3 separate regions of the Rattus norvegicus genome follow, and regions 2 and 3 are each linked to region 1. Evidence: chromatin contacts called from public Hi-C and HiChIP or PLAC-seq data. All regions are on one chromosome and are shown on one strand. Each heading gives the region's core, a stretch centred on a gene start, on an enhancer-like site or on the middle of the called end of the contact. The rest is flanking DNA. Distances are from core to core; before and after follow the strand shown.

Region 1 (3,970 bases), core at 586-3,085:
AAAAATGTTTCCCTGGGGAGAGTGAATATCCACTTCCTTTGTCTGTGTCCACCGTGGAGATTCCAGTACTTGACCTCAGGCTCCTTGTAGCGGCCATTTTCCACCACAGAGAATGCGGGGAACAATCCAGGGCAGAAGGCAATGGGTAAGATTGGAGGAGAGACTGGCAGGGTGCTGGGAGCCCAGGAGCACTGGGGACAGACTCTTGTAACTGCCGCTGGAGACTGCCTGGGACCCCAGAGAGCTCCATTTGGGGACAGTGTACAGCCTTTCTGGGACCCATACCCACACTCCAGTTTAATTTTCAGGCACTCCAGGTGCGTGACTCACGGTCCCCTGAAAGTCACAGCCAAGTGGGCCTTAGCAGCTGCCTGAACCCTTAGTTTGGTCGACCAAAAATAGACCCAGAAAAGACAAGAGACTTCCCCTAAGCAAGTCCATAGCAGAACATAGGCCTGGAACCCTGGCCGCCTCATCTGCCTGGTGCTTGGTTAGGAGGCCCCTGCAGCTATAGAACTCTCCATCCGTTTCCTCAGCCCTGACGAGGAAACCATGTAATCGTAGAACCTGCCTTGAAGGCTCATTCTAAGATAGGTCCCCGTGTAGCCCAGGCTACCCTCAAATTCAATATGTAGGAAGACCTTGAACTTTTGTTGCCCTTGCCTCTGCCTCCTGAATGCTGGAATCATAGGTGCTGGGGGTGGAAGCCAAGGCCCCAGGTATGCGAGGTGAGCACTGTCGTCACATTCCCAGCCCTGCAAAGTGACAGCACTGGCATCATCGATACCTGGGTCTTAGAATAGTGTCCCGTATCGCACCAGCGCTCAGTGACCCTGTACTGTCAAGGCCTTCCCATGGTAAACAGAGTTTACTGCAAGGACCTCCCCCCACCCATAGTTCCCCCAGGACACTGGCCACTCTGACTTTATGATAATTCTGGGACTAAGCTCTCCAGTGGGTCAGTTGAGTGAGCTCAGCAAAGACATGGTCACAGAGGGGCTCCTAGGAACGGGTGTGGTCCTGAAGGGTTTCTGGAGGAAGGGTGGACTAGATGTTTCGTGTTGAGTGAGGAGTTAGCCAGGTGAGGAGTGGGCAGAGAGAGCTAGGTACAGGGTCTGGAAGTAAGAATATCCGATTACCCCAGAGCTGGGCGAAGGGCCAGGGTTTGGCAGGGTGAATCAGGTGACAGACAGGGGAAGGCTGAATTCCAACGGTAGAGGAAAGAGGTGACAAACACAGCTCTGTCCCAAGTCCACCAAGACTTTATGTCCCCTTAAGACCATCAGCTGCCTGTACCTCGTGATCACCTGGCACACTGACTCACACCTCTGCGCCTCAGTTTCCCCATCTACTACAAAAGTAGACTGGGCCAACGTGACTTCCCAAAATGCAGCCCCTTCTTCCTTAAGGACAGCCTGGTTCCCAAGGAGAGTTTCATTTTAGGTCTGTGTCCAGCTGGGAGCCCCCAGAACAATGTTTTTCCTCTTTTGTCTTCTCTGTTAACCCTGGGTCACTTCCAGCCTGTGTCAAATTGTTAGTTGTTGTTCTAATTGAGCCCCCACCAGTTCCCAGCTCTGAGGACATCTTTAACCTTGGGCCAGAAGAGAGAGGGCCAGCCCCAGCTCTGGGAGGACAGTGGAGTGGGAAACGAGAGGGTGGGAAATGAGGGGGCAGAGACTGACGCCCCAGAGTACAGAGAAGGTCAACACGTGCTCCCCAGCCCTGGTCACGTTGCTGGACTCCAGGGTGTGGAGGCTGAGTGGAACTGAATCCAGGGAGCCCTTCACAAGGAACTAGAGAGAACTGCGTGTCTGCTGGGAGCCCAGACAGCAGGAAGTGCCCAGCTGGGTGCGTTGCATGGAGAACATTGCCATCTAGTGGTCATTCTGCCTTGAGCGCAGTGTCAACACTCCAGAAATAAAAAGCCAACTTCAGGGTTCTTCAACCTCCTCTCCTCCCCCACACCAGGTCATGGACAGTTCAATGCCACTGATTGGAGAACATGTGGAGGAGGACAAGCAGTTAATGGCTGACCTTGTTGTTTCCAAGATGAGCCAACTCCTGGTGCCAGGGGCCTCGGTGCCCTCCCCCCTGAGACCTTGGGTAAGGTTTTCTTGAGATAACCCCAGGCAGGCATCCTATAGGAGAAGGGGGTGGGGACAGAGGCTGGCAAGGGCCTTGCAGGGACCCTTTCTTGCTCATCTCTCCTAGAAAGAAAACTCCTGTCCCATCATCTTTGGATTGATTGATGGCAATGTTCATCTCTCTGTCTCCATGTTGGATCTGAATGGAGATGTGTGAAAGAATCCAGGCACACAGATGCCCTATGTTCCCAGTGCACAGGACAATAGAAACTATTGTGTCTCAGGCTTCCCATCCCCCGACCCAGCAATCGTCAGCCTTCTGGGAAAGCAAGTTTCAAATCTTTCCCCCAACACCAACCCCTACTTATCCCACAGAAACCCATCTCTTCATACACACAGGAATAGTAGTTGAACTCAAGGGGCTTCTAGGAGCCAGGAGGCATTTGCAGCATCTTCCGTGGCTATCCTAAAAACCTATCAGGAGGTACACTGAAGAATCATGCATTGTGTACTTTACATCAGTGATTTTTAAAATAAAGATGTATCTAAGGCTTTGCCTCCTACCAGAATTACTGTAGCCAGGGGCTTCCTTCCTCTTCTCTTACTCTAGGGTCCACAGACTAAATCTGCAAAATCTCCAGGGCAAGGCCAGCTAGGACCTCTGCTCGGACAGCCCCAGCCAAGGCCACCTCCACAAGGTAAGATGGGGCAGCCACTGAGAAACACTGTATCAATGAAACTGAAATGCAGTGCAGAGGACTGTGAGGTGTCTCAGTGATAAGAACACATTCTGTGCGAGCATGACAACATGAGTTCAAATCCCCATCACACAAGTAACAAGCTGGACATAGCCAAACATGTCTGTATTTACAACACTGGGGGAAGGGAGGGACAGGCAGTTCCTGGGAACTGGCTGACCAGTTAGTTTAGCTCAATAAGAGATGCTGTCCAAAGCAGTGGTTCTCAACCCCTCTGGGGTTGCATGTCAGATATCCTGCATATCAGACACATACATTATGAATCATAATAGTAGCAAAATTACGGCTATAAAGTAGCAACAAAAAGAATTTTGTGGTTGGGTGGTCACCGAACCCTGAGGAACTAGATTAAGGGGTGGCAGCATCAGGAAGGTCGAGAGCCACTGGTCTAGAGGGAGTAAGGTAGGAAGCAAGAGAGGAAGACACTCAGTGTCCTCTGACCTCCACGTGTACACACATACACAGAGCAGCTAACTAATTAAATCAATAACAGTGGGTTGCTGGAGACAGTCTAGCCCAGTGGCTCTCAACCTTCCAGATGCAGCAACCCTTTAATACAGTTCCTCCTGTTGTGTTAACTCTCAACCATGAAATTATGATCTGAGTTTTCTGATGGTCTTGAGCGATCCCTGTGAAAAGGTTGCTCCCCCCCCCCCGCAAGGGGCTATGATCCATGAGAACTGCTGGTATAGACAATCCATTCCTAATGCTTTATCCTTACTATTTATATATACTCCCTCCGTCTGCATGATGAGGACCCCAGGAGGGATGCTGTCCTCCTGAGGTCAGGGAAAGGAGTTGGGAAAAGAGAACAGAAGGATTGCTAAGCATTTAACATGTCAGCCCCTGTTCTGGGGCCACTCCCTTCTGCACTGGAATTCATCCTCCCAGCCGCTCTGCAGAGGAAGTGTTAGCATTTCCCTTCCCCAAGTAGGAAGTTGAAGCTTTGCCCAGGAAGGCACGATGAGAAGATGGCAGGTTTGCCAGCCTGGACTTTCAAACCTTCTGGGAAATGTTATTTCTAGCCACTAGTGATGCCTGGGCATACATTTGTGAGCCAACCAGCTAGAGTGAGAAAGAGAAAAGAAACTCAGAACATTATACCCTCGGCTGCTGACATTCTTCCTC
Region 2 (4,171 bases), core at 1,169-3,668, 170 kb before region 1:
CAGAGTACAATGGGCAGCATTCCTGAGCAGTGACATCTGAAGCTGTTCTCTGGCCCCCACTTGCACGTGTACAAACGCTCGCATAGACCTCGGTACACATGGACCACACGTGTGCACTCACATACACACTCGAGAGCGATGCTTCTATGTCATGTAGTTTACACATCGGTAAAGTACATTTAATTAACAAAGAGAAACAAGAACAAACATAAGAAGATGAGTATGTTGGAGCAGGCAAATTGTAACTCCGATTCTGGAAAATGGTCAGAGATGCCCCTGACCTATCTATCAATAGCACATCCTGTTCTGGAGCCCTTTGCTCTGGTCCCTTTCCGCTGGGCATCTGCTACAGCTGTGCACATCCTGGTCTCTGTTTCCTGCCATTGAGACAGCCCGCTTAACCTCTCTGTTTTGTCAGTAAACCTAGGGACTGATGAGCAGGAGGGGTGCAAGATGCCAGAGGTGAGGTGGGAGCCCCACAGAGGAATGCGAATGTTGGCATCCACACCCTAAGCTGGAGGGGATGTTGACCCCTCTGTCTTTGAGGGGCCGGTGACTATGATTCATGAGTTAGTGTGGGAGGTGGTGGGGCTGTCATCTGACGGTGATGCATCAGTCCTCAGATCCTTTACTGTAAATTAGTGTGATGAGAATAAAACACCTCTCTCCCTGCCCAACTTAAGACACTTGCTCAAAGTCCCTTAACTAGAAGTGGCAGAGCTAAGATTTGAACCCTGTCCATCTGGCATGAACCTACAGAAAGCACATGCCTCATACCCTTGCATGTCCAGCATACATAGCAAATGCCCCTGGAAATAGCTTCAGGGCCCCATAGCAGCAGTGGAAGCAGCTAGAGTGGCCTTCCCCTTACTTTTGTCTCAAGGAAATATAAATCGTACCAGGAGTCCCAGATCCAAGGAAGTCAGCTTTTCCTAGTCCTTTCAGAGAGATAGGTACCACACAGGTAGAAGAGAATGGAGAGAGAAGATCCTGTCTACCTTTAGAAGCAGTGCTAGATTGGGAGGAAGCAAAGGTTGCAGAGGGAGGGGTATCAGGACTCTGAATAACTAACTGGTAGACACCAGTAGAAGCATCTTTAAATAAGGATTTCTCTCAAGACATATGGGAAGGGTCTCATGGGATTTCGGGGCACCAGTCAATCCAGGAATAGCCTGGAACCAGGAAGTACTGCTGACACACTTTCATATCACTGATCTCCTTCCCTTTCTGGCATATGCTCTGTGCTTCTATTTCCCTACTGATAGGGTTCCTCTGCTTTTCAGATCCAGGAAGCCAGAAGCATGGATATCTTTGCGTGGCCAGCTGCTCAGGATGCCAGAATGCCTGTCAATCTGTCTGTCTGACTCCTTTTTCTTCCCACCAGTCCTAAATTTTAAGGAAAGAGGCCTGGCTGGTGTTGGGCCAACAGTTCTTCCCCACCTGTGTGTGTGTGTGTGTGTGTGTGTGTGTGTGTGTGTGTGTGTGTGTGTGTGTGTGTGTGTGTGTAGAAGGCAAGGGATCTGCTAACTTGCTTTGCTACCTGTCCCTTGCACTAGAGATGAGTCTAGGTGGCTAAGATAACATGAGAAGGGGTTGCTGGCCAAAGGGCTGAGAAGCCTACTGAAGACAAATCCACATACATACATATCCATGCATATTGTTAGCTGGCTTAATCTGGGCTCAGGAATTTTCAAATTGCTCCCACATGCAGAGATGCCTCCAAGTCGCTGTCACGCAGACATCAGACAGAGCACTGCATCTGTTCACCCAGCTCAGGCCGTTCAAGGCAGCAGGCCCAGCCTCTCTCTACACCTACCAGTCATGGCAGCAATGGGCCTATAGTCTCCATTTATTTCTGAACCCTTTCTCACTCAGATCACATCTCTCTAGCATTTGGCTCAGTGCAACCCTGGCTTCTGGCCCTTTGGATTCATTACCAGTCCTTGGTTCTCTCACCCAGGCTTGGACTGAAGTGGGTCCTGGGTTCTGATAATGTCTCCGCCTTTTCCAGGATGTTCTCAGGAAGTCCACTACCCAGCACCTTTAAGCCCAGTGTCCAAATCCTACTGATCATCCGTCCCGCTGGCAGAACCGATAGGGTCTGACCACACTGATGACTCCAACAGCATCCCACGGCTTTGGCCATTCCTTCTATACTTGGCCAAGCTTTCAGGCTTCGGTTCAGCATTGTGTGAGTTTAGGCTCCATATCAAACCCTACACCAGGTGCTGGGACACAGAGATGTACAGCTGTCCATCGCCCGAAGAAAGCCACAGACATGGCGAAGGTTTAGCTGTAGCCGAGGAGCATGTCGGACATTCAGTAGCTATCAAGAGGCAGCTACCAGAAGCCACCCCGCCAGAGGAGAATGCACGGCAGCCCAGAATGTCAAAGATAATTCTGGTCCTGGCATGGCGAGCTGCAAGATAAGAAGTCTTTGTTACTTCCTCCTCTGTGGGCACAATGAGGTATTCATGCGACTCCCCTCGGGACTCGGGAAGCATTTTAGGCCCAAGAAAGGCCCGTGCGTCATCATAATTGTGTAAAATGGCTGTTCTCTTCCTATCCCACTCCCTTGACAAATCCTGGTCAGGCAAGATTAAGCCGTATTGATGCTGCTTCCACTGCTCATCCAGCTCCCTTCATTGGTCTTTGATTGTGACTTCCAAGGAGCTAACTGGAGCATCATTGATCAGGTCATCGGTCACTGTCATGATCCTTTGACATTCAGACACTATATTCAAGGACCCACCGATTCCCCATGTGTTTCGGTGCAGATTATCCCAGGGGACATCGTGGTAACTGGGAAAGACAGCCTTCCATATTCAACTGAGACCCAGAGCCGATGTTAAACAGTAGTGAGTCGAGCAATGGAAATCCTGAGTTTGAATCAGTCAGGAGCAGCGAAAGCTGGGCAATTTGTGTAACCTCTCTGAACCTCAGGGTTTTTTGGCTTTTGTCTTGATTGTAGTCAGTAGGTAACTTCAGGAAATGACTTTATAGTGTGGTGTCAGCAGAGGCACTTGCTATTCCATGTTTATGGTGGAACTACTCAAAACGGCCAGAAAATAGAACCTACCTAGAAGTCCTCCAGGACGAATGGACAAAGAGAATGTGGTAAACGTACAGAGCAGAATTTTTGTGCAGCCATAAAGAATGAGAGCATGGCATTTGCAGGAAAATAGATGCAACTGGAGATTATTATGTTAAATTAATTAGGCCAGACTTGGAGAGACAGACACCACACTTTCTCTTTTGTGCAGACCCTAGATTTGAAATTATATACGTCTGTATATATGGGGGGAGGTCAAGAAATACGGAGGGGGTCATGAAAGGGACAGAAAAGATCTGACAGTGAAATGCATGTAGGACAGAGGACTAAGGAGAGAAGGATGGAAGGAGTCCTCTGGGGGAAGGGGTGTGGGAGAGGGCAGCAGGTGAGCAGAGGGACTACATGACTGTCCCTTAACAGATGACTGGTAAGTGTGGCTTCCATTTCTATGGCCTAAGCAAGTTGGCAAAGTAAAATAGATGGACGCGGTCTTCACCCTCGGGAAGCTTACACTCACGAGTGAATAGTCTCACCTCTGTGAAGTAGCCTCCTCCCTCCAAGATCAATCCCGAAGGACAGGCCACTGTGATCCCAACTTCATACAAACACTTGGAAATGCAGGGCAATCAGGTGACTCAGCCACAGACTCGGAACCCGAAAATGGGGCTGGGGACTACTCAGAATTGAACTGGATCTAGAGGTCCCTTCTCACCCTCTGCCTGCACCATCTCACCGAACATATCTGAGTGGGGAGTCATCAGGAAGCAGGTGGGGGGATCGGGCTGGACTGGAACCAGACAGATTTCACAGAGTTGGTGACCATGAATGCAATATTTTGTTTCCTCATTTGCAGAATGGCATTAATGATGTACACATGCCCGGGTCCAGAGGGGCTGGGTGGACCTAGTTAGCAAGTGTCATCAAAAGGCTACAGTGAGCTGGGGACTGTTTTAACTGGTACAGGTGAACCCTTGAGTAAGACTATGATCTGGTCCCAGTGAGTGTCTGGAGGGAGAGGGGAGAATGGGATCTCATTGGAAGTTCATCCCAAACAGCTTTGCCATTGTGTTAAGACGGTGGAAAGATTTGCAGATACACAGGAACTTAATACAAGCGAAG
Region 3 (3,812 bases), core at 729-3,228, 240 kb before region 1:
GACTAGGAAGAAAGCAACAGGCAGCTGGAGATCAGGTTAGCTAGGGGCCTGCAATTTCAGAGTCCTGCCCCCATAAAGTAAATGACCTAGAAAACCCCAGTACCCCTAGGGGAGTACGTCCTAGCATCATGGGTTCCAGGACTGTTCACTGAGATATGGCCTGCAGACTGGATTCATAGCCATACCTCTAGGCCCCAGAAGTGGGTATGACAGCACTTAGAGCTATCATGCAGGAAAGGGACACAGTTAGAAAAGAGATCACTAGCTCACTTGGACACCTCCTGGGTGACAGGCTGGGGTTCAGGGGCAGACACCTAGGTATCTAGTAAATATTTGCAGAACCCAGCATGATCTAGAAGTGTTGTTCCTCTAAAAGATTGTATTATCTAAAATGCTAGAAGACAGGAATTAACCAGAGGACCTGTATGCATGCACTGGCTACTGTCAAACAGAAAGAGAACTGTGCTTCTCTCAGAGTTTGAGTCATCTGTTATCTCTGTGATATGGATCGTGGGATTCGACATGTTACCTGTTTTTCCTGCTATGGTCCCTGATCCACGCTCTCCCTGCCAGTTTTCCAGTCCGCTTCCTGTTTTCTTGCATTGTTTCCTTTGTATAAGGATGTGACTTTGCAGGACAGCAGAATGAAAATGGCATGACTAAGATATGGCATTTGCAGGGTACCTTCGAGACTGTCTCCTAGACTGACTGAGTCCTGCTCACACCCAGACATGGTTTCCCCTCTGGAATCACCCAGAACACATTTGTCAGTGATCTGTGTTCTGCCAGTCCAAATACGTTCATTCATACGGTCCAACCCCAAGAGTTTGTTGGACAGTTTTGTAAAGATCTGTGATAAGCATCTTGTATGTTAATGTCTGTGTGTACTCATGAATATACACACATAGATGTTTATAGCCTTCTGTACATATTCATGTCCATTGGCATCTTACGTGTTTTACCTGGACCTAGAAGCTATCGCCTATCTTCAAACACGTCATTTAGTAGTCCCTCAATCCAAGTCAGCGGCTCCTTGGCTCACATCACAGGCCCCAGCCTGTGATTCCAGGCTACACTTGCTCCAATCAGGGGGTCAGTGGGCTCTCTGTAGACATCTCAGGGTGACAGGTAGCTAGAAGAGCTTTCAACACAGCTCCTCAGATCACATGAACTCACACTTGCCTCCATCCCCCTCCCTGCAGCCTGTCTCTCCCCCACAGAGGCCAGATGCTGACTGGCCTGAAGGAAAGCTTATCTGTTCCTTTTGGAGCTTGCAAAGCCCCCTTGGTTATTTCAAAGTTGGAGGCAACTAGTCCCAGGACAGATTGAGGGCCACCAGGAGCCTATTCATTTAGGTCACAAAGTCACAGCATGAGGCCACCTTCCTAAACAAAGTTCCTTTCTGCCTTCCAGATCCTCTGTGCTCATTAAAAAAAAAAAAAAAGCAAAACGTCGGGCTGCAGTGAGCAGTTTTAGTATGCGGAGTGCAGAGGAAACATCTCTTTCAGAGTGAAGGCACACTGCCCTCTCTTCTCTGCTCCATCACAAAGGCAAATGCCTGAAGCATTGGTCCTGAGTGGGAATGGGGGAAAAGGATGTGGGTGTCCCTTGAGAAGGGGGCCATGCTCATACTCTATTCAGCCAATGAAAGCAGACTTTCTGTCCTACATGCCCCTGACCGATCTGACCTCGGCTATTCCTAAAAATATTCTTCTTATAAAACATGCTGTGGGGGCTGGGGATTTAGCTCAGTGGCAGAGCGCTTGCCTAGGAAGCGCAAGGCCCTGGGTTCGGTCCCCAGCTCCGAAAAAAAAAAGAACCAAAAAAAAAAAATGCTGTGTATTGTGTAATATACAGGTATAGGTGCATATATGTGTCCTCCACTTGAAAGATCCGTCTCCCTAGCCTGGGATCTCCAGGTACGTTTGTTTGCTTTCTCTAACTAGGGGTCTAGTGATGGTGAACTTAGGACAAATGTTTGATCCAGCACAAAGCTGTCTTGCATGGTTGCATGGTACCCTTTCTGCTTATTCCCCCTACACACACACACACACACACACACACACACACACACACACACACACACACACGGCATACAGTGACCTTCACCTGTTCAGGTGTGGAGGTAGGGCTCTTGGAGTGGAGTGAATTGCCCAAGATGCCTGTAACAAATGAGGAGGGGGGCATGGGATTCTACAAGGACCAGGTCTTTTCACATTGAATCCAGAGTTCCCTCCCAGCCCCCAGGTGGCCTCTCACTAGCCCTTCCAGAGCTTGCCAAGTTTTCTCTGGCCCCAGCCAGTCACCATACTGTCTGCCCAGAACCCAACCCCCAAGGCCCCTCATGTTTTCTTGAGATACTCCCCTTCCTTCACCAGCTGCCCCTGCTGGCGGGTGTGCACCCTTTCCCAGGACTAGCCCCCTCTAGGCCTGGGCCAGCTTTAGCCCTGTCCACAGGACCCTGGATATTTCTAGACTTAGACAGGGAGGGCCCTCAAAAGCCTGGTTTCCCTGACTCTCTTGGCAAACTCCCAGTCCCAGAGCTGGCCCATTTAGGAGAGAAGCAGAGGAAACCTGCCCGCCCACAACCCATCCCCCAACTCCACAGGAACATTCCATTTGGAAATCTCTTGTGGAAGGTCCCACAGATCCCTCCCAGAGCAGGTGCCTCAGAGAAAGCACCATCCAATGTCCAAGTCCACATAGTAATCAGGGCTCCAGGAAACATAGCACAAAATCTGAGAGCACCCCAGGATCTATAAAGAGCATCCCAAAAAGAAGCAGGCTCTGCTGGCTTCCACCGACCATGGAGCCCTCTGCCCAGATGCAGAGGATCTGTGGAGCAAACTTTCTTTCTATTGTTCTTTTATATGATTATAAAAGGGACATGTCCCGGTGGTGAAATTGCATTTTCTGGAAAATACAGGTCAAAATGACAATCATCCAAAATTACACACCTCATGAATAAACAGTGTTGATATTTTAGAAGATAGACATTCTTACTTTTCTCTAAGTACCTATATACGTATTCCTGTCTTTTATTATTATTATTATAAAAAAACAAACAAGTTACTATTACTCAAAAGTGTCCCAAGGGCAGTTCCATGCTCATAAACAAAGAAAACCCCAGCTCCGAAAAAAAGAAAAAAAAAAAGAAAAAAGCTATTTTATGGCTCTTTGGTAGCCCACTGTGATTATATTTATCATGTCTATATTTACATAATTATATAAACATTTTATGAATTAATTTAATATCTAATGATAATATTTAAGAGATTTCCCTGTAGGAGACATTTAGGCATTGCCCAGTTATTTCTTTGGACCACAATTCTAGAGAAACAATTGTTCGTTAAAGGGTATGCACATTCTGGGAGCCCTGGATGCACAGCACCAGTATGTCTTTTCCAGCGGCAATAATACTTTTTCTCCTCAGTAGCCTGTGAAGGTGAGACCCATATCCGTGAGGATGGGAAAGATCAAATACCAGGATTCCCCGTACGACTCTGCCAAATTCAGGGGCATCATCTGGAAATCCCCAATGCGATCAGCACCTGTAATAAGCCATCTGTTGGGAAGTAGGAAGAGGGTGGGCAGATGGGAGGGGACCTGGGTCTTTTTTTTTTTTTTCTCTTTTGCAGGTGCAGAAGTAGGCAGTGAAAGATAGTATTGAGGGCCACTGAAGGCTCTTCTCTATGGGTCTCTAAAAGTGTCTCTCCACTGACGTGAGGTGGGTGGTGGGATATGGTGCCACTATATGGAATAGTAAATGCCCAAGAAAGAATCTGGCTACATACTAGGAGCTGCTTCCTTTC

What was found. A called contact is a pair of places that touch in the nucleus more often than the background predicts. HiChIP or PLAC-seq counts read pairs in DNA pulled down with a chosen protein or histone mark.
Region 2: a contact with region 1 is called in a Hi-C map of Schwann cells, with 4 times the contacts expected there. The contact joins two enhancer-like sites. A contact is called at or near these places in 1 of 12 Hi-C or Micro-C datasets (Schwann cells) and 1 of 1 datasets of contacts at active chromatin or transcription factors (oligodendrocytes).
Region 3: an H3K27ac HiChIP or PLAC-seq map of oligodendrocytes shows a contact between it and region 1, with 5 times the contacts expected there. The contact joins two enhancer-like sites. A contact is called at or near these places in 1 of 12 Hi-C or Micro-C datasets (the A7r5 cell line) and 1 of 1 datasets of contacts at active chromatin or transcription factors (oligodendrocytes).

The regions. Positions count from the first base shown.
Region 1 is chr7:19,678,371-19,682,340 of GRCr8, forward strand. It overlaps Syn3 (synapsin III), which reads left to right. Exons shown (of 14, transcript NM_017109.2): 11 at 1,969-2,103; 12 at 2,695-2,782. Among named protein-coding and RNA genes, the nearest start is that of Fbxo7, 45 kb to the right of the region's middle. Within about 2 kb of position 1,836, at least 49 of the 93 cell types and tissues checked have an H3K27ac peak or open chromatin away from gene starts, as enhancers often do. A contact at or near this core is called in Schwann cells, where this site is marked.
Region 2 is chr7:19,509,278-19,513,448 of GRCr8, forward strand. All of the region lies in intron 6 of Syn3 (synapsin III), which reads left to right. Among named protein-coding and RNA genes, the nearest start is that of Timp3, 52 kb to the left of the region's middle. Within about 2 kb of position 2,419, at least 12 of the 93 cell types and tissues checked have an H3K27ac peak or open chromatin away from gene starts, as enhancers often do. A contact at or near this core is called in Schwann cells, where this site is marked.
Region 3 is chr7:19,435,788-19,439,599 of GRCr8, forward strand. All of the region lies in intron 6 of Syn3 (synapsin III), which reads left to right. All of the region lies in intron 1 of Timp3 (TIMP metallopeptidase inhibitor 3), which reads right to left. Among named protein-coding and RNA genes, the nearest start is that of Timp3, 22 kb to the right of the region's middle. Within about 2 kb of position 1,979, at least 30 of the 93 cell types and tissues checked have an H3K27ac peak or open chromatin away from gene starts, as enhancers often do.